Regions from separate parts of the Mus musculus genome. Here all the other regions are linked to region 4. The links are chromatin contacts, called in public Hi-C, HiChIP or PLAC-seq and Micro-C maps. All regions are on one chromosome and are shown on one strand. The core of a region is the stretch at or near the end of the contact, and the rest is flanking DNA. Distances in the headings are between cores, read along the strand shown.

Evidence for each region. A called contact is a pair of places that touch in the nucleus more often than the background predicts. HiChIP or PLAC-seq counts read pairs in DNA pulled down with a chosen protein or histone mark.
Region 1: a contact with region 4 is called in an H3K27ac HiChIP or PLAC-seq map of VIP interneurons, with 4 times the contacts expected there. The contact joins the enhancer-like site here to the promoter of Nr3c2 in region 4. A contact is called at or near these places in 6 of 39 promoter capture datasets (the 3T3-L1 cell line, 3T3-L1-derived adipocytes, hippocampal neurons and 1 more) and 3 of 115 datasets of contacts at active chromatin or transcription factors (VIP interneurons, forebrain and neural tube).
Region 2: a contact with region 4 is called in a Hi-C map of muscle stem cells, with 2.0 times the contacts expected there. The contact joins the enhancer-like site here to the promoter of Nr3c2 in region 4. A contact is called at or near these places in 3 of 39 promoter capture datasets (the 3T3-L1 cell line, hippocampal neurons and neural stem cells) and 1 of 484 Hi-C or Micro-C datasets (muscle stem cells).
Region 3: a contact with region 4 is called in an H3K4me3 HiChIP or PLAC-seq map of the SCID.adh cell line, with 14 read pairs. The contact joins the enhancer-like site here to the promoter of Nr3c2 in region 4. A contact is called at or near these places in 5 of 39 promoter capture datasets (the 3T3-L1 cell line, hippocampal neurons, liver and 1 more), 3 of 484 Hi-C or Micro-C datasets (cerebral cortex, frontal cortex and pre-pro-B cells) and 6 of 115 datasets of contacts at active chromatin or transcription factors (the SCID.adh cell line, astrocytes, embryonic forebrain and 3 more).
Region 5: a contact with region 4 is called in an H3K4me3 HiChIP or PLAC-seq map of stem cell-derived neural progenitor cells, with 4 times the contacts expected there. The contact joins the enhancer-like site here to the promoter of Nr3c2 in region 4. A contact is called at or near these places in 8 of 39 promoter capture datasets (the 3T3-L1 cell line, cranial neural crest, embryonic stem cells and 5 more), 1 of 484 Hi-C or Micro-C datasets (nephron progenitors) and 7 of 115 datasets of contacts at active chromatin or transcription factors (astrocytes, embryonic forebrain, embryonic limb bud and 4 more).
Region 6: a contact with region 4 is called in a Micro-C map of muscle stem cells, with 8 times the contacts expected there. The contact joins the enhancer-like site here to the promoter of Nr3c2 in region 4. A contact is called at or near these places in 10 of 39 promoter capture datasets (the 3T3-L1 cell line, the C10 cell line, cranial neural crest and 5 more), 6 of 484 Hi-C or Micro-C datasets (cumulus cells, muscle stem cells, myocytes and 2 more) and 10 of 115 datasets of contacts at active chromatin or transcription factors (astrocytes, craniofacial prominence, embryonic hindbrain and 5 more).
Region 7: a contact with region 4 is called in a FOXA1 HiChIP or PLAC-seq map of pancreatic cancer cells. The contact joins the enhancer-like site here to the promoter of Nr3c2 in region 4. A contact is called at or near these places in 5 of 39 promoter capture datasets (the 3T3-L1 cell line, hippocampal neurons and liver), 2 of 115 datasets of contacts at active chromatin or transcription factors (forebrain and pancreatic cancer cells) and 1 of 9 other capture datasets (adipose tissue).

What each region holds. Positions count from the first base shown.
Region 1 is chr8:76,428,674-76,431,674 of GRCm38.p6, forward strand. No RefSeq gene overlaps it. Among named protein-coding and RNA genes, the nearest start is that of Gm39199, 16 kb to the right of the region's middle. Within about 2 kb of position 1,373, at least 6 of the 459 cell types and tissues checked have an H3K27ac peak or open chromatin away from gene starts, as enhancers often do. A contact at or near this core is called in VIP interneurons, where this site is marked.
Region 2 is chr8:76,584,871-76,588,235 of GRCm38.p6, forward strand. No RefSeq gene overlaps it. Among named protein-coding and RNA genes, the nearest start is that of Gm39199, 140 kb to the left of the region's middle. Within about 2 kb of position 1,566, at least 2 of the 459 cell types and tissues checked have an H3K27ac peak or open chromatin away from gene starts, as enhancers often do. A contact at or near this core is called in muscle stem cells, where this site is marked.
Region 3 is chr8:77,278,288-77,281,563 of GRCm38.p6, forward strand. All of the region lies in intron 19 of Arhgap10 (Rho GTPase activating protein 10), which reads right to left. Among named protein-coding and RNA genes, the nearest start is that of Gm24838, 130 kb to the left of the region's middle. Within about 2 kb of position 1,999, at least 34 of the 459 cell types and tissues checked have an H3K27ac peak or open chromatin away from gene starts, as enhancers often do. A contact at or near this core is called in the SCID.adh cell line, where this site is marked.
Region 4 is chr8:76,900,981-76,904,102 of GRCm38.p6, forward strand. It overlaps Nr3c2 (nuclear receptor subfamily 3, group C, member 2), which reads left to right and starts at 1,350. Exons shown (of 9, transcript NM_001083906.2): 1 at 1,350-1,560.
Region 5 is chr8:77,368,708-77,371,936 of GRCm38.p6, forward strand. The region is part of intron 13 of Arhgap10 (Rho GTPase activating protein 10); the gene reads right to left. Among named protein-coding and RNA genes, the nearest start is that of 0610038B21Rik, 150 kb to the right of the region's middle. Within about 2 kb of position 1,799, at least 9 of the 459 cell types and tissues checked have an H3K27ac peak or open chromatin away from gene starts, as enhancers often do. A contact at or near this core is called in stem cell-derived neural progenitor cells, where this site is marked.
Region 6 is chr8:77,340,940-77,343,895 of GRCm38.p6, forward strand. All of the region lies in intron 18 of Arhgap10 (Rho GTPase activating protein 10), which reads right to left. Among named protein-coding and RNA genes, the nearest start is that of 0610038B21Rik, 170 kb to the right of the region's middle. Within about 2 kb of position 1,477, at least 35 of the 459 cell types and tissues checked have an H3K27ac peak or open chromatin away from gene starts, as enhancers often do. A contact at or near this core is called in craniofacial prominence, muscle stem cells and uterus, where this site is marked.
Region 7 is chr8:76,512,949-76,516,047 of GRCm38.p6, forward strand. No RefSeq gene overlaps it. Among named protein-coding and RNA genes, the nearest start is that of Gm39199, 69 kb to the left of the region's middle. Within about 2 kb of position 1,798, at least 3 of the 459 cell types and tissues checked have an H3K27ac peak or open chromatin away from gene starts, as enhancers often do. A contact at or near this core is called in pancreatic cancer cells, where this site is marked.

The sequences.
Region 1 (3,001 bases), core at 123-2,622, 470 kb before region 4:
CTTGTAGCTCTGGAGTTAATGCCAACAGTTGACAAATGGAACCTTACATAGTTAAAAAGTACAGCCAAAGAAATAACCAATTGAGTGATAAGGCAGCCTACAGAGTTAAAGATTTGTATTTGTATGCATTTATATTTGTCAGCTGTAGATTCAACAGAAGATTAATATCTAGAATACGCAAAGAACTCTAAAAACTAAACATAAAAACAATAAACAACCCAAATAAAATGGAATCGGAAACTGAATAGAGAGATTGCAAAACAAGAAGCGTTAATTACCAATAAACACCCTTAAAAGTGTTTAACATCATTAGCTTCAGAGAAATACAAATTAAAACCAATTTAATTGCAGTCAGAATGGCTATTATTAATTATCAAAGGGCATCTATTATAAAAAAATTCAAATGAGCAGACGCTTGTGAGATTATGAGATAAAAGAAATCTCTATTTACTGTTGGTCTGATTTTAAACTTGTGCAGTCAATGTGGGAATCAGTGTGGAGTCTCCTCAAAATGTTAGAAGTAGGCCTATCATGTAACCGAGCTATACCAAGCCAGAGCATATACCCAAAGGACTGTATCTGATTTCAAAGATGTTTGCTTATCTATGTGTTCTCTTCACAACAGCTAGGAAATTAAAGAATCCTAGTGTGTATCAACAGATGAGTGGATAATATAATTTCATTCACCTGTAAGGAAAAATGAGATTTGTGGGTAAATGAAATGAATAGAACTGAGGGAATCTAGTGATTTTTTAAGGAGTCACTTTGGAAGAAAATATTGAGTGTTGCTTTGTCTTTTTTATAAGTATAATAAAAATCCTAGGGTTAGATATAAAGAAAGACCATAAGAACACTGAGAGCAGGACAAGAAAAGCTTTGAAATCTGCTGGTAAACAATGTGGAAGCTGGAGTTAAGTTTCTGGGATACATTCTGACTTATCTTTCACTTTCTGGGTAAACTCTGTTCAAGAACTAATTTTACCTTCCCTCTCTATAAATAAGTATAATAATAATGCCTTATTCATGGGGTTTTTATGGAGATGGAATTATGGAATTAAGCGCATGGTGTCACATCTCATAGAATGCTTTCAGTAACTACAGTCTCAAACTACACTGTTGTAATCTCTATGAATTAGCACTGATGAATCCATTCTAGGGTTCATTGTCCACTTGAATAAGGCGTCATCAGACTGGGATAGCTCATGATGCCTTTCCATGCATTTCACCCCACTAATCAACTGCTGCTCTTCTCTTAGTCTTGTTGGTGACTCTCAATGAGCCCAACCACCTGCGTTGTCTGGCACTGGTGCCTGTTGCTACAGTCCTGGCTGCCACATTGACAATAACTCCATCCTGGTGTGGGCGAGCTGTGGAGACAGATGGTTTCTCAGTACAGGGTAGGGACTGTCAGTCATAAAGCACAGGGCTGCACAGTAGACAGGAGTGTGGAGTGTAGATTAAGACTCCTTCTGTGAGTCTAATACTAGCAGTTAAAATGAACCAACCATATATATAGTTGGTGCAATATATATATATATATATATATATATATATTCATTTTTAGGAAGTTCTTGGATCTAACTCAAAGACTTTCAAAAATAATCAGACAAAAGTAAGCAAGCAGATGGGGAGTCCTTGTCCTTTGCACTCTCTTCTAGTCATTATTCAATTTAGATGGGCCATTGATCATCATAGAAATATCTTTCTAATCAAAAAGTCCTTTCTGTACTGGCACCAACACCGAATTCATTTATCTTCAGTTAGGAAATACACAGCCAATCCAGCAGGGCAAGAGCAGAGATTAAAAAGAGGGACATAGTCACAGACAACAGGACCTCTTGGATGTTAGTCACAGAAAGTTGTCAGAGAAAATTCTTGAACCTCTAGCTAACTTTACAGATGGCCAATATTCTTGAAAGGGAGCAGTTCTTTTTATCAGTGTACATAATAATTTACTTCATTTTCATCAGAGGAGTCTTATTATGACAAACACTTAAGGTAAATTAACTTTAAAAGGAGAAATACTATCATGAAGGTTCCCATCTAAAGCCAACTAGCCTCATTGCTTAGTAGGGAAACAATTCACCATGATGAAATGGGGCAAATGAAGTCTAATCTTCTTAGACATGAAAAAGAACAAAAAAGAACAGGGTCCTGCTTTCTTCTTCAAGGTCACAACTCAAATGATCTAACTTCCTCCCATCATGTGCCACCTGTTAGAGGTACCTGTTAAGAGTCTAAAATACAAACATTAACAAGGTCTTAATGCCAACATTTCTTTTATTTTGTATATTAATGTTTCTATCCTTATACATTTTTCTATATTGGTACTGATAATAAAAAATAGAAAATTCAGGAAAAATAAAAGATTTCTTCTTAATAAGTACAGAATCTGTCTCACTTGGGAAACTTTCTTTCTATAGATAAATCATCTTGCAGCTAGACAAATAGATAAATGCTGTTTCATTCACAAAAGACAGCATATGAAGAGTATCTTCAGGTAGAGAATTTTATGTGTCCACGGTCTGGCTGCTGTTGTAAAGAGACACTTGCCCCAACCAAGGTAGCTTTCCAGAGTCCAAAATCAAGGATCTCATGCAGACTTTAATCAACATCATGGAGGAATGAAAGTGATTTGAGGTTCCACCGAAAGTTGAACTCTTTCATTAAGTTTTATCATTCTGATCTTGACTTTCAAAAACTATCTATTCTCTCTCTGCAGGTGTGAATATTCTCTATGTATGCACACATGATCATTTGACAAACAAGTGAAACATTTGACAAACAAGTGACCCTTCTAGAGTTTAACTCTATGTCCTAGTAGTATCTAAAGCTCTTCACCTTTATACGGGCGGAGGGGGTGTCTTGGAGAGAGAGAGAGAGAGAGAGAGAGAGAGAGAGAGAGAGAGAGAGAGAGAGAGAGAGAGAGAGAGAAGAGATATGCACATCCCAGAGATGTTTCTATGAGCTCTGGGACTCCTTTTAAGCCTTGAAGGTTAAG
Region 2 (3,365 bases), core at 316-2,815, 320 kb before region 4:
AGTGGTCCTCTAAGTATGTTTTTTAGAGTTACTTTTATCTGATAATTTTCTGTACAAAAAGTGTTTTTAAATTCAGACTATCATAGCATACTTAGACTTCTTGACAGTAATTCCATGAGTTCAAACATACTGATTAAAACCCTAAATCTCTTGCATGAGAGCAGCACTTGGTAGCTTATATTTGATGGTGACTAAGGAAATATGACCCTTTCCATCCTTATTCTTAAAATATTAATTTCTAAACTCATATGTCAGTGTTGGGGGTAGAACTTTTAGAGAGTGATACTGTCACATACTCACCCATTCCCTGTCCAGTGGATCAGAGTATTGTTTCAGGGATGGCCTTGCTTTAAAAGGAACTGCCCTGGTATAATTGTTCTGCCTTGCCATGGGATGTCCATTACCTTTGCTGCCGTTTGCCTCTCAGCTGCTGCTTATTAGCTTGCTCCCCATGACTTGGTCAGCTTGCTTTCCTATGTGTCCCAGGGCTACCTGCCCTGAGATAGCACTGCCCACCACTGTCTAGGCCATCCTAAATCAATCATTAATCAAGAAAATACCTAACAGATATTTGCACAGTCCAATCTGAAGGAGGCAATTCCTCAACTGTGGTTCTTTCTCCCAGGTGTCTCTAGTTCGTGTAGCATTGACAAAAACTAACCAGCATTATTGTGTTATGATATAGCGTGAGCTGATCTCCCTGGAAGATCAGCAGATACCACAAACATTGAATTTTCTGGCTTCTAAAACTTTAAACCAAATAAAATTCCAGGCTTTATAAATGACCCAGTATCCAACTTACTGCAGCAACTGAATATAGACTAAAACAGCAGCGGATTCTACAAGAAAGCCAGATATGACCTGGGCGTGGTGGCGCACACCTTTAATCCCAGCACTCGGGAGGCAGAGGCAGGCGGATTTCTGAGTTTCAAGGCCAGCCTGGTCTACAAAGTGAGTGCCAGGACAGCCAGGGCTGCACAGAGAAACCCTGTCTCGAAAAACCAAAAAAAGAAGAAAAAAAAAAGCCAGATATGACCAGCTCATCTGCCTTTGCCTCAGGTTCCTCACCTTTAAAACAGAAGCGTAGAATGCATGATCACTAGCTTTGTTTCCAGCTCTGAAACTCTGGGATTTTAAGTAAGACACTTGTAAGATTTCCCTGGCCATTCACACATTTATTTATTAAATAACATTTTTATTTTGGTCACAACTGTTAGAAATTTTTACGTGTTGAACAAATGACACAATTAACAAGCTGAATGCTTCAGGGTGGTCATAAATTGCAAAGGGTTGGTTAGAGCACTGAGGTTATGATGGGAAGACTGGGGATTTATAATCAGAAGAGTCAGCAAGGCTTCTGGAATGCCACTGGGGAAAGGAAAATATTCCAGTTCAAAGCAGGCATTACCAAATTTCTCAGAACAATGTCCCAAGTCACAGTGGCCAGCCTATTAGGAATGCCTCTTGCTCTTGCCAATTTTTTAGTGACGGCTTTGTGCTAACCTGGTCTAAAAAAGTAAGCATGTATTTTCTCTGTTTCTTTTGTAACTGCTACAAGGGGTGAATGAGGGCATGGAGGGAGCAAAGGCATGCCTGTTAAAAGCCACAGTTATCCCTAGCTAGCCAGTCTCTGTTGTTCCAGAAACAGCCATTCTGAAGGTTGGCTGAGGTCTTGTTTAGAAAATCAATTAGTACAGAAGTTTAGGCCAGTGAGGAGTGTGGCTCAAGTGTAAAAGATTCCGGACACATTTCTCCCTTTTTGTTGCCTGCAAGAAAACAGATCCATCGTCTGCAAGACTCATATGCCACAGACCATCAGCAGGAAATGAATCTGTCTAGAAAGGATTTCGCTTTTAGATTTTTATCAGTAAAAAGATGCTGAGCAAGTCAGAGCTAGAGCCCAGTGAGGATCAGAGAGTTTCAGGGATGCATCATGATCCTAGGCATAAATTTTGCTTTCATTTCCACTTTCTTACACACAAAACAAACAAACAAACAAACAAACAAAAACGTTCAAATGTTCTGATGGCAATACAGAGCTTTTCATTCAACTGCCAAGGATCTTTCAAGCAGCCGAACATTGTGTATTTATGTTCTTCAGATGATCGTCAGCCTGCCTCACACAGAAAACAGAAGTTCACTTTGAAGAAAAGGATAAGTGATTTCTCAGGGGGACACCTAGGCAGCTGCTTCCCCACCCCATGCCACCACATTCTATTTCATTCAGTAAAGATCTTCCCAGCTTTAACACACTTATACAGCCCACTATTGTTATCATTTTATAATTGTCTTCCTTTATATGAAATTAATGAAGAGTATTTACATGTATAAAATATAACTTGATTGGTAAATAAGTGGCAGCAGGTTTGCAGAGGTTCCCATTAAATGACAAATGACAACTAAGAGACCATTCAAATAATCCAAATGACAAGAGGCTGGTAAGAAGCTGAAAGGAGTTTGGATAGTAGGAATAAGACTCATCTGATAATTAGAAACTATTTACATTGGTATATTGTATGTTGCCATACTCTTTCTCTCAAAAGGAACAGATACCCCAAATATATTTTATATTCCAAGAGTTAATGAAGTTTAGGAGCATGCTAATGGCAATAGCTGTAAATATGAGACTAGGGTGGTCATCAAATGAGCAAATGCCAATAGAGAGGGGAAGAAACGAGAAGGAAACACGGGTGGAGAAGAAAAGGGGAAGGGAGTTGGGAAGAAGGGATCCGAGGGAAAGAGAGGAAGAATATAGTCACTTAATATTTTGAATACTTAAAATTATAAACTCTGAGATTTTATCAAAGTAAAAAAAAAAAAAACAAAATGGACATTCCTTGCTTTCTTGGAATTTAATTCCTTATTTTAGTTGCTAATTTTGGAGAATAGGATTATTATGATAGAATTTCAGTCTACTCCAGGAGGGCCTGGAATTCACAATGTAGCCTAGGCTGACATCAAAGTCAGAGCAATCTGCTTGCTTTAGCTTCTGAGGTGCTGGAATTGTAGGTTTGAGCTGCAGTTTTTTATTGTAAATTGCCAAAATATGCAATATGTTAGATGTTTATAAATCTTTGTAGGAATTTCAGCAGGAAATTGAGTTAGGTGCATGAAGATGATTACACATGGACTTCAGACGTCCATTGGATGGAAACCACTAAATAGCATCTGTGTGTAAAATACTCCTTCCGTGTGTAAGGCACTCTGAGTGACAGTGCCTGAGCACCCAGACAGCAGACAGCCCTGCAAGAGGGAGAATAGGGAAAAGTAAGAAACAAAGTTTCAGGTACTTGCCCTATTAGGCCAATGTGAGCCATGTGTGTTTTGCATTTTATACTGGGAAATCAATGAAGCCTTTCAAAAGG
Region 3 (3,276 bases), core at 749-3,248, 380 kb after region 4:
AGCTTCTGTAGAACATGGCACATGCACAAAAGAGCTTCCCAAAGCAGCTGTTCCCTCAGCTGGCCTTCTCACTTCCATGATGATTCCAGGTTTGTCTATAAACACACTGGAATGGCACCAGGCCGAGCGCTGCCCTTTCTGCCCAAAGAACTTATTAAATATTGACTTCCCCAGGTGACTTGCAGAGGAAGCAGTTCTAGGGAAACAGTACTAACATGGCCTTGATTTTCCTGGTGATGGGTCATAGCAATTGCCCAACGCTACCCCAGCAGCAAATGGAGGTCTACAACCCCAGCCAACAAAAGCTCAAGTGTCCTGAACCCACACAGTACCCCATCCTGGGTCTGAGGTGCAGAGTTTACACATAAATGCCAAGGTTGGAAGAAAACTCAACTCTCAGAAAACCATCTCAGAAAAACAACAATTCCTCCCAAAAAGAAGCATAAGACAAATCGTGGGCCCTGAGTAAGCTAGCTGTTGGAACGTAAGTCTTGAAAAGTGAATGACGAAAATAAATCTTACTGACTCCTGACCCGACTCAGAGCTAAGGCTAAGTGAGTGTGTCTTAGGAAAGAGATAGGAAAAGCTAGATTAGGGCAGTAAGCATCAGAAATAACTGACTGGACAGAGGTGTCTGGGGAGACATTGGATTTCCAGTGTGTTTACAGAAGTTGGTAGCATCGTGTAACAAGAAGGCCAGTTGAAGGAAACAGCTCCGAGAGAACCCATCAGAGAGCCAAGCAGAGAAAGTGGGGCACACTAGACTGAGCAGGTCCTCTCCCTGGGCTGCACCTCCTTGCAAAGTCTTGTCCTGCCATCCACACAAATCCTAGAATATTGCTTGTTTTTACTTTTAGCTAAGCCACTTTTTCAATAGCCCTTCGGCACAAACATGTAACCGGAGAAACTCAGTCTGGACATTAGGGCCAACTTGGAGGCAAGTGAACCAAAACCAACAGAACACAGCTTCAATTCTTTTTCGAATGGAGTTCCCTTTGAAAGAAGGACTGGCGCTTCCTGTGCTTAGCAAGCTCAACTCCAGTTCTCTTCTGCAAGGGAGCGAGCGAGCACACATTTGTGTCCTGAGCTACCACCACTCTACAGAGCTGAGAGGGACTTGGCTGGTGTGGTGCTGCACAGCTACATCAGCACTCCAGGTGCTTGGAGGCTGAGAATTCATGTAGATATCCAAGCTGGGCTCCATACACAGTGAGTTCAAGCTCGCCTGGACTACACACAGACCAGAAAGAGGAGGAGAGAGTTTCTATGGCTTGTTTGTGAAGTTCCTTCTCCTGCAGATACGTTTGTGTGTTTGAAGCTGTCTTGAAAGGTTATGGAACATTTAAGAGGGGGAGCCTTGCTGGAAGAAACAGATGGCTGGGGCCTGATCTTGAGGTTTTACTTTCTGATGGGGGATACAATGAATCTAAGGCGGGCTCCCCCCACCTGAACCTAAGAGGGGCTCCTACCACCTGGTGTTTCATGCCACCAGGATGACTGTGTGTATCCCTTCAAACTGTAAGTCCACCAAACTCCTCACCTCACCCCTTAATTGGCTTCTCGACGGGGCTCTGTCTACAGCAAAGTTAAGTATCCTTAGCACAGCTGGCCTTCAGGACAGCTACCAATGTGAACTCAGCTACAAGAGCCCAGGTCCACAGCTCCTGGTGCAGAGCAGTGAGAGGGACACAAGCAGTTGGGTTTCCTGGCTTCCAGAAGCCAAGGATTCCTAGACTGCCATTCCTCCAGTGTTATTCATTGCCACCTGGGCAGTGCCTAACACAGCAAAAGTGGCTGTGGAGGGTCTGGGACCAGCCTGCTCCTGACTCCCTCCAACCAGGGAAACAGCTGTGGTGAGAAGCAGGTTTGAGGAGCCTGAGAGCAGAGGTCTTACTTTAAAAGCATGCCTGGGGCGTTTTTACCACCAGATACAGAAGCTCATTTACATCGCCTCTGATCCTTTCCCCAGGCAGACTGACAGCACAAACTGTCTTTCAGCGTGCTGAACCACATTCTATTAAGAGAACTGTCTTCCTGTCTGCCAAACAGTGGCAATCTGAGCCCTCAGGTGAGAATAACAGGGGTGGAAAGGAATGTTTGCAGACTGATCAAATGAAGACACCTCGCTCCATGTTTCCAGCCCGTAACATCCCTCTCCCCGTCCTGTCCAGGAATGAGTCTGTCTACTGGGCAAAAAATCACTGTAAACAGGAAAAGCCTGAATCACAACCATCATGTACGTCAATAGTCAGGCTTATAGCCATTCCCCAAACTTCTGTTCACAATTTCTCCTAGTAGTGTGGCCTGTCAATATTTTTGTATGTGGAAGATGGAGGCCCACAGCAGGTGTTCTCAGACTGGGTGAGACTGGATCTCTCACGGGCCTGAAATTGCACAAAAAAGTCTATGCTGGAAGGCCAGGAAGCCAGGGGATCCACCTGTCTATGCTTGTTCTGTCCTGGAATTACAAGCATATGCCAGCATGCCCAGGTTGTTCTTTCAATATGTGTTCTGGGATGGAGTCAGATCATTGTGTTTGCAAGTAGGTACGTTATCAAGTTCTCACCTAAGCTAGTGTGTTCAGTGATTTCCAAAGCCTGAGCTTTTACCTCTTACAAGATTAATTTATAATTGAGAACTAGGGGCAGACAACTTATTGTTCATTTGCTATGAACTGAACCTGGGTCCCGAACATGCCATGCGAGCTCTCTACCACAGGGTCCCAGCCCCAGCCTGGCTCTGATCATTTTCACCTCTCACTTCTTTTAGTAAGGCAACCCTCCACTCTCAAGTGTCCTGTGAATAGAAAGAACAAAAATGATACTAACAAACTTCTGTTTTGAACAGTCACCAAGGCAACAGGAACACCCAACCTAAACCTGACCTCCACCAAATACTCGCCAACACCTGTTTGCACACTCTCCTCTCTCAACGAAAGCAGCATCAGTTTGGCATTTTGCTGCCACACAATGGTTTCACAGCCTAACCTTGACTGCCACCCAACTCCCATCATAGATGTTTTGAGGGTGGAAACCATGTCTCAGGCTTGGTAACTCTTTACAAGCAGTGTGTTGCCCAGACAAAATCAAGAGACTTGGGGAAACGCGATGGGCCCTCTGTTACAAGAAAGAGCATGGACACGAAACGAGCCTCCAAGACTCAGCAGAGAATAAGGGATCTAAAATTTTCAATGTATTCTCAGAAGACTGGCTAGAAGTTGCTCCATCTGATGCATCCCTTCCGGACCACAAATATCTCTAATTTCCTGCCCTTCTG
Region 4 (3,122 bases), core at 100-2,599:
CTGGGGCTTCAGCTCCTGGCGAGTGAGGGTGAGCCTGAAGCTGCACAGCTGCCGCCGGCGGCCTGCGGGTCGCCAAGGGCCAGGGGACCAGATTTAGGTGTGTATATCACTGGTGCTGACTCCCAGCCAGCAGGGGAGTCCAAAGACGAGCCTCAAACCAGTCTAAAAGTCCTTAGAAATTAAAGTTAAGGAGTCCATCTTTCGGCTTAGCAAGTGCAGTGCTTGGGTGGATGGGAGGGAAATCAGGGTTGGGCGAAGGAAAGGGGTCGAAATTTCTTCGCGCAGACAAACGATCCTTAAAAAATAGTTTTAGTGTCTCCCCTCATCCAGTATACCTGCCCCAATTATGTGCACCCCTTTCACACATTATAAAGTGAATATCCTCGAGATAGTAAGCTTTCTTGCATATTGAACTAGTGGAAAAATCCAGGACTAAAGTAGTATAAGTACAGTAACAAAATTATCAGGCGCCTCAGCTCTTGACCCTGGCACTTTTTTTTTTTTTTTTGGCAGGGGGTGGGGTGGAAGGAAGGCTGTGTTTAAAGGGGTTTGGCTGCACTGAAAGCACCCGCTTTTCCTGCGTGGTTAACACAAGGAAACTGAAATCGAGTGGGAACGAGATCCTCTGTCTCTCCGACAGCGGAGATTAAGGCTGCTCGGCGGGAAGGTAACTCTGAGAACGGGAGGGGGCGGGAGCAGAGCTTCAGGGGTCCCGGGGACACCCACCCGAGCAGTCCTAGGCCTGAGGACGCTGTGGGAGGCGCCGGGTGTGCACCGCTGTGGCTCACCTGGCGCTGCAGGTGGAGAGAGCAAGGGCTCACCATCTAGGCTGCTCTAGCGTCACCATGCTTTCCCCTTCTCTCCAGATTGCTGTGGTCGCCAGGGAGGGTGGGGGGGGGGCGACAGTTGTGTAGGTGAGAAGTTTGGGGCGAAGGAGCAGAGTGGGCTAAAGGGTAGCGTGTGCAGGGGTTGCCCGGTCGGGGCCACCTCCGGGAACCAGGAGAACTCGCCGCCTCTGCGGCTTTAAGGAAGCTGCGGAGTCCAGGCTGTGTCGCAGCAACTTTGTATCAGTCATGTCGCCCGCCTGGTGACTGACAGCCCCTGTTGCCCAATGAGAAGCGCGCCTGGCCCGCACAGCGTGGAGCCTTGTTTCCCCCTTGGCCAATGGAAATGGCTCCAGCGGGCGGGACAGCGACCTGAACTTTCTGGACATGTGACCCGGTTTAAAAGGGCCGGCTTTCCACTCCCCCCTCGGGGCTTTCGCCCGCCCCCTCCTCTTGGCCCGCCCCGGCCCTGCCCCTGACCCCTCCCCTCAGCTCCTGCGCACCCGGGGTGTCATTGGGCCCGGGAGAAGAGAGCCAACTTCAGGCTGCTCAGAGGAAGCTTGTGCAAGTCACCTGGGCGCCAAGCGCTGCTGTCTTGGGCTCTCCCGCTGCAGGGAGAGCGGCACTTGCTGGCCTGGATGTGGTTGGATGTAGGGGGGCTCCGCAGCAGGGGTGTCGTGGAGGTGGCAAGCACTGCAACAGGTAGACGGCGAGAGGACGACCCTGGCCAAGGCAGGTGTGTAGGGGTGCGCAGTGGGGCGTCTCTGGTCCAGCCCGGTGTGCGACTGTGGCAAGGGTGGCTTGCACTTTGCAGGGAGAAGCCGCTGCGTAATCCGGAGGCACAGTCAGTATGGTTCTGTGTGCTTGTTGTTTTGTTTTGGTTTTTCATCCCCCACACCCTCCCCACCCCCACCCCCCCCCACCCCCGGCTGGCTGAGGACTATTTTGGGAAAGTTTGGCCACTTTGGATAAATGCCCTCTAAAGAGCGGCTTTTAACCGCCTTTGGCAGTGGGCGGTCTACCACCCTCCCCTTTCCCCAAAAATGAATTTCAGATCGTTTGGCTCTTGCAAATTTTAAAGGACGTTTGAATAATGTTTCTTTCATCTATCAATTGCGGAAGCTCCCCAGTCTGAGTGGGAGGTGTAGCCGATAAGGGCAGTTGAAGGAGCTAGATCACCATAGATCTTGTATGAACGAGGTCTGGAAAATCTTGCGTTCCCAGTTCCTTTATATTTGGGGAAACTCTAGGGGATTCTTAGGACAGGGACAGACAAGGGATGAAGCTACTTTGGGTGGCATCCTTTTCCAGATGGGTTTTAGGTACATGACTTTTCCTGCTGAATTTTTAAAAGACGAGGTTTAAATCATAATGCTTCATCATACCATCTGCTTTATTTATTTATCATATCGTAGTTCGGAAAACTTTTGCTAGCAGAAGAGTTATTAAAGCCGCTGAGTTTTAAAGACACCAAGCTGCATCTTAACATCGCGGGTCTTCACTCTGTAGGTACTGTTATTGGTGATATTTACATAGTAGTGATAACAGCATTCTCCATCTATGTAGTCCTCCCTTGGAGCTTTAATTCCACGTTTGACATCATGGCATGCTACCTACCATTTGTGTCATGAAATACTTTCGGGAGTTTAGGAGAGACTAAAGCTAAAGCAAAGCTTTTTCTTTTATGGAAAGCTTTTTCCTTAAAGGAAGAGGGCAGGTGAGAGGAGAGAGAGAGAGAGAGAGAGAGAGAGAGAGAGAGAGAGAGAGAGAGAGAGAGAGAGAGCAAGCTGATGCGGCTCATTGGGTCAAGCCAGTGAGCAGAACTCATGTGTGCTTGGCTCTAACTGGTTCTCCCACTCTCTTAGGTGACCTTGGCAGGTTTATCCTTCATCTATAAGAGGGGAAGGTAACAGTCTTGAAGAGCAGAGCAACTCAAACTAGTTTCCTGAAGTTATCTGCCTTCTAAAGCAGCCCTCAAGGATGGGTCTCTACTGTACCACTCCAGGACAGTAACATAACTGGGGAGAAGGGGGAAGATGCCATTAAGAAGCAGATATGTTTTGAGCAGCATTAAAAGTGAAAGTTTCCAGAAAAGATACAAATTCCCAAGAATCTCTAATAATTCCTGGGGGGAAAAAAAGAAACTACTTTGTTATGGAATAGGGCAATTTAACAGACTATGAAACAAAGTTTTAAACTGTTTCCTTTGTGCTAATAGTATTTAAGGAAATATATTATACATAATATATTTAATTTAATTTATGCATATATATACATAATTCTGAGCTCTAGAGAGAT
Region 5 (3,229 bases), core at 549-3,048, 470 kb after region 4:
AAACATGTGCCCTGTAGGACTCCGGCTTCCCAAGGCAAAGAGCAAAATGAGTTCCCATTCAAGCCTAATCCAGAAAAAAACTCAATTTTCTCATACCATCTCACAGAACTCTGCCTGTTTTTTTTTTTTTTTTGCTTTCTGTTCTTGTTTTTATTTTTTAACATAACTCACAATTAATTCCTTCCAATTTGTTGTTTCATATATTTTTAAACAAGCCACACTGTTAAGTCACAATTCCTGAAACCAAGGCTGAGGAGCTGGCCTGGTTCCAGGTCAATTCCTTATTTCCTTCACTCAATGAAGAACTTCAACTCTATTTTCACTGTGTTAAAAATCAGTGTTCCCACCTTGCCAATCCAAAGAAGCACATACTAGTCAATTTTTGTTTGTTTGTTTTGTTTTTTGTTTTTTCGAGGCAGGGTTTCTCTGTATAGCCCTGGCTGTCCTGGAACTCACTTTGTAGACCAGGCTGGCCTCAAACTCAGAAATCCACCTGCCTCTGCCTCCCAAGTGCTGGGATTAAAGGTGTGCGCCACCACACCCGGTCATACTAGACAATTATGTATTGCACGTTCCCTTTCAACTTAAAAAAAATCTAAACCCCCAGATGTGTGGCATCTTAAGTCTTTAAACAAATGCAGACCTATACTTTACCATGGGTTTCTCCTCCCCAGTATATAGCTCACCAAGAAAAATACTCATTTAATTGTGTCTTCTGTTCTATTTTCGTGGTAGCTTGTATACAAACAATGGGCACAAATATGTATGTCTTGAAATTAAACCAAACTTCTAAAGATTAGGGCAAAACAGAAATCTAAGCTAAAAAAGTTAAAGTATACAAACTATCGTTCATTTTCCCGGACATGAATGCTCACTAGTGCACAGTAGTAATTTTCTAAGTTAAAAATTGTCATTTCCACAGTGGTTATACACACAAACATTTCCCTTCTCTTCATCAAAGACATAAAGTAATCATGGCCGGACCTCCACAGAGGCCTAGAGCTGCAGCCTCTGAGGACAGCAGGTGTGCTGAAATCCAATATGTCCCACATAGCACGACTGTCCCACAGTCTGCTCTGCCACGTGCTATCACACAGGGATGCCCATCTTCGTGTCACCTGTTTACAGTCTCTTCTCATCATTCGAGGGAAGCTGCTGCTCGGGCAGAGTCCACTTGGCTCCAGGGAACATTTGTGAAGCTACTAACACTGGCTGCACCCACTGGCTCATGCAGACAAAGGAGGGAAGGGGAAGCAAAGCAAGGGCACCTGGGACCAAGGAAAAGATGCATGAAAGTGGATGGCAGAACCACCCAGAAACCAGCAAAGACTGGAGTGGCTGTGCACTAAACTGGTGAGCGATGATGAACAGGAGGCAGTGAATTCACAATCCTGAGGGGGGGGGGGGCGGGGGAATAGGAAAGAGGGGTGTGAGGGACTCGGGAGTGAATTAATAGAGCACGGTACAGATAAAAGCTTTGATTCCTAGTGTTGGGGGTTGGAAGGGTTTAGAGAGGAACAGGTTGGAAGGCTGGTAGGTATAAGACCTCAATAAAGAAGCCCCGAAAATGGTGTCTACAGGATCAAGCTCGCATACAGAGCTCTACTCAGGAATAAAGAATAAGACTTTGCCATCTTCAGGAAAAATGGGTAGGCCAGAGAAAAGAACCAGACTTGGAAGATGAAGATCTCCTGGACAGGCATTTGCCATTTCTCTGAAGTAGAGAAAAAGAGAGAGAAAGTCTGCCTGCCAGGCACAGTCAAGGCAGGTCAGGGTCTGTTGGCAGATTTCCCAGCCTGCTGAGGCAAGGAACAATGAGAAGGGGTGCACGGGAGGCTCGAGGCTGAGGGCTGGAGATTCTATTGGCCTTGGAAGGCTTTTTTGGGTGAGAACAACTGTCTTGTGTACATTTCCACCAGCATTGTTTCTGTTAGCTGTGGCTTTGCTTTCCAGGGTACTGTAGCATAAGAAGACTATGATAAATACATTTGGGGCTGGCATGGTAATGACCCGCGCAGCCCTCCCATAGCTGTCTCTTGAGCTTTCTTTCTGTCTTTCCTATAATCAGCCTCACTTCCCCTCAGAGGACCAGTCGACTTCGTGCGGACCGACAGGTACATCTCCTCCTTCCCTCAGATGTCAAACAGGAAGGATCAGGAAAACACAAAGGATATTAGAACTAAGAGGGGCGGAACTAAGGAGAGGTGGGACTTCCGATGCAGGGAAGGAGATGCGGTTACATTATATAACAAACAAGCAGACACTAACAAAGAGAAAAGTCAAGCACTTGTTTAGTTTTTAACTGTGCTATAAATTTTAAACCTAATTCCAAAGTAGCTAGCTATATTATTATACATGAAAGACATGCTGGTCATGGCCCACATTTATAAAATAACAGCACATGCTAGGATGCGAATCAACATTTATTTAATAGAAATGACTCATGGAAAATGTGTCTCTCCCAGCCAGTAGGATGGTCCAGTGGTTAAAGGCACACGGCCAGGAAGCCCAACAACCTGACTTCAGCTACCAGACCTTACGCACATGGCGGTAAGGCATAACTCACAAGCTGTCCTGTGACTTACACATACACACCAAGGAACAAAATAAATGAATGAATGCAATGCATAGAGTGAGAAAATACAGAATTCCCGTTCACCTGTAATATGTCCAACGTTTTCTGTCTTTTGACCAGATAATTAGCATAGAGGAAAGTAACACTACAGACAAGAGCTGGGGAGATGGTTTAGTAAGCGAACTTATGCTGTAAGCATACGGTTGTGAGTTCAGATTTCCCAGTTCCCGTGTAAAACAAAGCATTACCGACAACTAACATCCGTGGGTAGCATCTCTGCTACCTCCCGTCCTCGGGGTAAACTTGATTTTTACACTCTCACTTTTACAATGCACTTACTAGTTCTGTGACAACTCTATACATGCATGGAAAACATCCGGGTCACGCTCACCCCACACCTCCCAGGTCTGCTCTACACCCCTTACGCATGTCCCACACGCATGCCCACTGAGTCCAATTTGTGCCATCTTTGTATATGTGGTGTGGGGGTCCTCGCTGGCACATGCTATTCCTTCTTGACATTCTCCGCCCAAACCAACAAGTAACTGCACACGGGAAAGAGGCAGTCTGGCTCGTGACAGGAACGAAGACCCACACGCCTAGCCAACATCCCATGCCTACTTCCCAACCCAGCACGAGTTGGAGAAGGCACAA
Region 6 (2,956 bases), core at 227-2,726, 440 kb after region 4:
CACAGTCTTCCCATGGAGCCCTTGGCATGCTCTCCATTTCCCACACTGTATCTTATCTCGAGTTTTCCTTTCCCATAACAGAACTCTCATGTTTAGTTTCCCCCAATCACATACAGCTAACTCACAACAGGCACTCGGCAAACAGTGCTCTGAATTAATGTATAATAAGTACATAAAAGTCACAAAGCCACAGATATAACCGCAGCTGGAAAAATCTGTGGGAGGTACAGAGTACCCATTCTACAATGGAAAAACAATTTTCTGTCTTGCAAAAAAAGGAAAATAACACACACCACCCTGATAATGCTTTTGGCCCAGGAATATTCTGTTTAAAAACAACATCTTAATGTTTAGTGTGCAAAAGAAAGCAAGACATATGGAGCGAGTTTCCTAGCAAGTACATATGGATTTTATAAGCAGCAGCAGCAAAGGGCAGGGAAATCATGGCCTCCGACGCAGAGGAACTTCGTCTCCTCCTCACTCCGAGGTGCAGCTGGAGAGCTTCTGCTTCAATAGAAGGGCTTGCTCTCTGCTTTGGGGATGCTCCTGCACTCACATTCCCTTGGGGAAGGAAAATAAGCACCAAGAGAATAAGGCAGCCCTTCAATCACAGCCACGCCTCCTGTCCAGTGCTCTGTACTCACGGGCAGGCACTGTCCTCACTCACTCACGGAGCTCTTGCACACTCCCCTTAGGCTGGGCACTGACGGTGCTTTCCTCCCTCACAAACCTTTTAACCCCTCCTGGCCTCGCTCTCCTCTTTGCTTCTTATTCTGAAATGTCTATCAAAAAAAAAAAAAAATCCCTCTGTCCCTCACTACTTTCCAGTCCAATGGAGGCATGTGGCTAATATGGACACAAACATCCACTCACAAACACCTTTGTCAGCAGATTTATTCTTCCTTAAAGCAGGCCCCATGTAGGCCACGCAGCCCTGTTAACTTCTCAGGAAAAAAAATAAAAATAAAAAATACGAACTTTGAAATACACAAGGGAAGTCGGAGGAAGCCAGGAAGTAAGGAACTGCAAATGAAAGCAAGCTGCCCCTCAGCTCAGTCATATTATTCCACACCTCAGCCTCAAGCCTTGCATACAGAGCCAGCCCACCTCCTCTCTCCACCTTTCTGGATAAGTGTGATGACCAAACCCTCACCAAAGAAGCCCTCTCTTTACAGCATATGGAGACTGTCACAGAACGCGACAACTGGACACAAGGAAGGGACCAAGGGATCATAGAGAGCCAAGCCACAAGAGATACGCCTCCATCACAGATCCTATCTGTATGGCCAGATGACACTGGAAGGGGAGCTGGCAGAGGCTGGAGAAAGAAAGAGAGCTGGGAAAGTGATGTAACTGTTTCAACTAAACACACACACAAGAAATCTCAGCACTTTTCATCTAGTTAGGCTGTGTCCAGCCACAGAGGGGCAGAGAAAAACCACAAACTTGGCTCTAAAACAATGCACCTCTAAGAGTGGAGTGCACGGCTGCCCTCTTCTGCCTGGACACAAGGACTGGCTCACCAGGGCTATTCAGAAATCTCTATGAACCGATCAACTCAGGAAGCCATCACCATTTTCCTGTAAAAACACCACGTGGTCATTTCCCTGGAAGCAGGGCTTGGAGTCCCTCTTACCCAAGAGCAAGACCCTAAGCCCAGTTCTCATGGATGAACTGCACTCGAGTTCCCCTAATTAAGACTGAATATAAAATAGTTAAGCTACTGTCACATTCAGGAGATGGTAGTCTAATGATGTATTTTTCTGAATGTGAACAGTAGCCATCTTCCCTGGTGACTCAGTACATGCTGAGGCTCAATGGAAGTGTGGCAGGACCATAAATGAAGGCATAAGTTCACCCCCAGATGCTACCAAAAAAGTAAGACTCACTGCCTCAAACAAACTGTCTTTACCTTATCAGTATAATTGACAGATCGGGTATGAGGTTTAACTTGTCAGAATAAATGTAAATTTATGTGTGGCCAAACTGCTCCAACAAGTAGCCAGTACAAGGACCCAGGAAGAGCTGTGCTCACAGCTGGCTCTAAGGGAATGTCTGTCTGCTGTGTCTTTCCCACTGCCCCACGGCCCAACGGGTGAGCCAGATGCATTAATCCATCAGCAGTCACTCCCTGTGGATGGAAAGCATAGACATACATTACGTACCACTGTGCTCAATGGTCCAGCAGAAACAGTCAACACCTAAGAAAACACGCTACAAGTGCAGCAGGCCGGGTAAGAGTTGCAGGAGTCAGCCCCGGACATGGTTGTCACCTACTTCCCAACCAGGCCTGCCAGTATCTCTGCTTCGTCCCAGGACCTGCTACAGGCTTAGCATGTATTACAATCTTTACATCGTTTTTAGCACACATATGAATGACCATGTATCTTTCCGGTCCTCACATTCCCTGCATTACAGGCAGCCACAGGGAGCTAGCAAGGCCACGGACTATACCTGACAGAAGTGGGGCCATCTAGGACTCCTTGAAAGACTCTATTTTTAAAAGACACATTTTGCCTGGGTTGCAGAGTACTGAACAACACAACAGTCACCTAAGAGAAGACTTTAATCCAGAAATTCTTCCCCTAGTGCCCAGATTTGGCAGTACAGGTAACAAGCTGAAATTCTTAGGACAAGAAGAGGGGCAGAATTATAAACTTTTAACTAGGAGAGGTCCAAAAAGGCTAATAAAAACTTTGCCCCAACCAAAGTTGCTTTTTGGTTAGACTGTTAATGTGTCGTTAAGGGTAAAAGTTTGCCTTGCTCAATCCTGAGCACCCGTCTTTGCTTTTCTTAACAGGAAGAAACTTAGTCCTGAGGAATGTAAGTGCTGAGCAATGGGCACTGGGCACAAACCCACCCTCTCACACACACTGCCCTGAGGGACCCCAACCAGTCGGCCGCATTCCCAACACGCACCATCATGGGGCAGACTACACACCAGACACAGCCACAC
Region 7 (3,099 bases), core at 548-3,047, 390 kb before region 4:
ATCCAAGTTCCTGAAACAAGGAGAAATTAACTCAAGAGACAAGCAACTAGACCATCCTGTGTCCCTCTGTGCTCTCACATCTGCCTCCAGTTATCTCAACTCCCCTTGTCACAGCCTTCCTTTCCTTCATCTTCAATTTATCCTTCTCACTTTAAGCATTGTCTTCCTCTTTCATGTGTATACACTACACACAGACAGACACATGCACACACTCACACAAGCATATACACTCACATGAGCACAAATGCACACACATACAGACACACACACACACACACACACACACACACACACAATGTCCTTAGCCATTCCATGGCCAGCATAATTAAAATGTACAAAGCATGGGAGAACATAATGCAGATATGCTGGGTAGTGGACCATCCCACTCTTAATTCAAATATTCAGTTATTTTGTATCCATAGTCTTTTTGGCTATTTTATTGTTCTCTTGGCTATTTCTTTTCACACAAATATCCATGTAAGGCTTGAAAGGCAGAAATTGCATAATATAAATGTCTTCCTTTATTCTTAAGATGAGTTTAGCATAATGTAAATTGATAAAATTTGGTTTTAAACTATAAAGTTTATATGTTAGTCGTGTCTATAATGCCAAGATCATTAGCTCATTTTTATTATTAGATTCCAGAATTATGAATGGGAACATGTTCTTATTTTTAAGCCTAAGTCAATAATATTTGAAATATCTTTTAAATCAATCAATGAATAAGTGGCAAGTAATGTAAGTAAAGAGAAAAATCAGCTTTTATTTGATGGATTTTACTGTTAATTATCATAAGGATTCTTGCTGTTAAACATACAAATCTTGCACAAGAATGTTAAAGTGAATGTTTCTATCCTCCTTTGACCTTGATTTACAATGTTCTTGGATTAGCCCTGTCAGCAGTTTAGTTTCTAGACATGAAGACCTACCTTTGTTGTTTACACACATGACTGTTTGTGTACACAAACACAGGATCAGGCTTTATTAATACTTCCCAGTGTTCTTTTTCAACTTAACAATTGGTTGTGGAAACATTTATGTAGCTACACAAATTTACTTATTCATGTTAGTGAGTATTTAGTATTTTATCTTATGGATATAACAATGTATTTATTATATCTGGCTTTCAATATTTGCAATAACAAAGTATCCTGAAGCATCTTTGTTCATGTATGATTATGGCAAAACTATACCAATCATCTGAAACTAGAAAGATACCATGCTGTCTACTCTCAATGTTAAGCTGTTTCACTCTTAGTTGGACATATCTGGGGAGGGACAATTTACACAGCATGGCCTTTAGTACAGTATTCTACAGTTGACCTCAGACCAGAGAAATCAATGGATCTTAATATTTTCTCAACAAGGAGAGAGTCCATTTAGCTACAAACTCAGATTCGCAATTCATGTTTACAAAGGGAGGGGATAAATGGGAGAGGAAATAAATGCTCAGAGGGTAGTGCTAGAAACAGCAATCAGAGCAAAGGGCATTTGAGGTAACACTTGGCAGAGAAGAGAGAGTGAGACACACACAGAGAGAGAGGGAGGGAGAGAGAAAGAGAGAGAGAGAGAGAGAGAGAGAGAGAGAGAGAGAGAGAGAGAGAGAGAGAGAGAGGAGGGAAGGAAGGAAGGAAGGAAGGAAGGAAGGAAGGAAGGAAGGAAGGAAGGAAGGAAGGAAGGAAGGGAAAAGAAAGGAAGAGAAAGAGGGGTCTTAGAAGTTTGCTCTCTGCTGCTGTGATAAAATGTTCTAACCACAGGCTATGTGATTCATTTGGCTTACAGCTCTGAGGAAGTCAGGACTGAAACTCAAGGCAGCGATCTGGAGGCAGGAACCGAAACAAGTGCAAGAAGGATCAGGTACACAATTTACTGCCTTGCTCTCCAAACCTTGTTCATCATGCTTTCTTATAGCACCCTGGATCTCAAACCTGTGGATGGTACCAAGTATGGAAGGCTGGGCTCTCCCACACCAATCATGAATCAAAATAACCCCACAGGCTTGCCTACAGCCCAGTCCTGTAGATGGATTTTCTCAATTAGGGTTCCCTCTTGACACTAGCTTGAGTCAAGCATACAAAAACAAACCAACACACACACACACACACACACACACACACACAGAGGGGGGGGGAGGGAGAGGTAGAGGTAGAGGGAGAGGTAGAGGGAGAGGGAGAGGGAGAGGGAGAGGGAGAGGGAGAGGGAGAGGGAGAGGGAGAGGGAGAGGGAGAGGGAGAGGGAGAGGGAGAGGGAGAGGGAGAGGGAGGCTTCCAATATTTCCTGTTTCCTAAACACAAAACTAAAGCTGGAAACATTGAGATGGTTTTCTGTCTTTTTATGACTATGCTCCTCTAAGTTGCACTAGTCATCAATTCTCAGGAGTATTAAACAACTATAGCAAGTGACACTCAAACACAGTCAATGCACACGGTCTGGTACAGCTTAGTCTCCTGAAACATAGGTAAGAGGTTTCCCTTTTACCATCTGTTCCCTTCATACCTAAACTTTATGTATCCCATTTGAAGGTAGTTTAGCTGAAATTACAGTGTGCCCAGCTCTATGCTAAGTTCCTTCAGGGCCTTATCCTATGAATCTTCACAACAGAACTATGAAATCAATATCATTATTACCTGTAATATGAAGGCTCCTACTAATAAGGTGAGCACAGAACTCATAACATATTGTTTATTTTATTCTGAATGTTCAAGGAAGAGGTATGTTGATTGTGTTAACAATACCATATTAATTCATAAAAATATAATAGAATAATTCAATTTCCAATTTTCCAGTCAATATGATTCTTAGCTTGTTAGAAGAAAAATATTGGCAAAAAAGCTCTGAAACCCCAAATAAGAGAAAAGCATCTGGCCTTGAAATGTTTTGAGATCTTGAGAGAAGGTTCTAAAGGAATGGCTGGAATACCACCAAATTGCCTTTGAGCAACTATGGAGAATGAGATAAATACATGATAAATGATAAAAGAAAGATATAAATATAGATTTCAGGTTCAAAGATGAGGGGTTGTACAAAATTTACATATAAGGATATATAATTAACATGAGCAAGATTCCAGAACTTGGTTATTTAAAGAGATTTTATTTA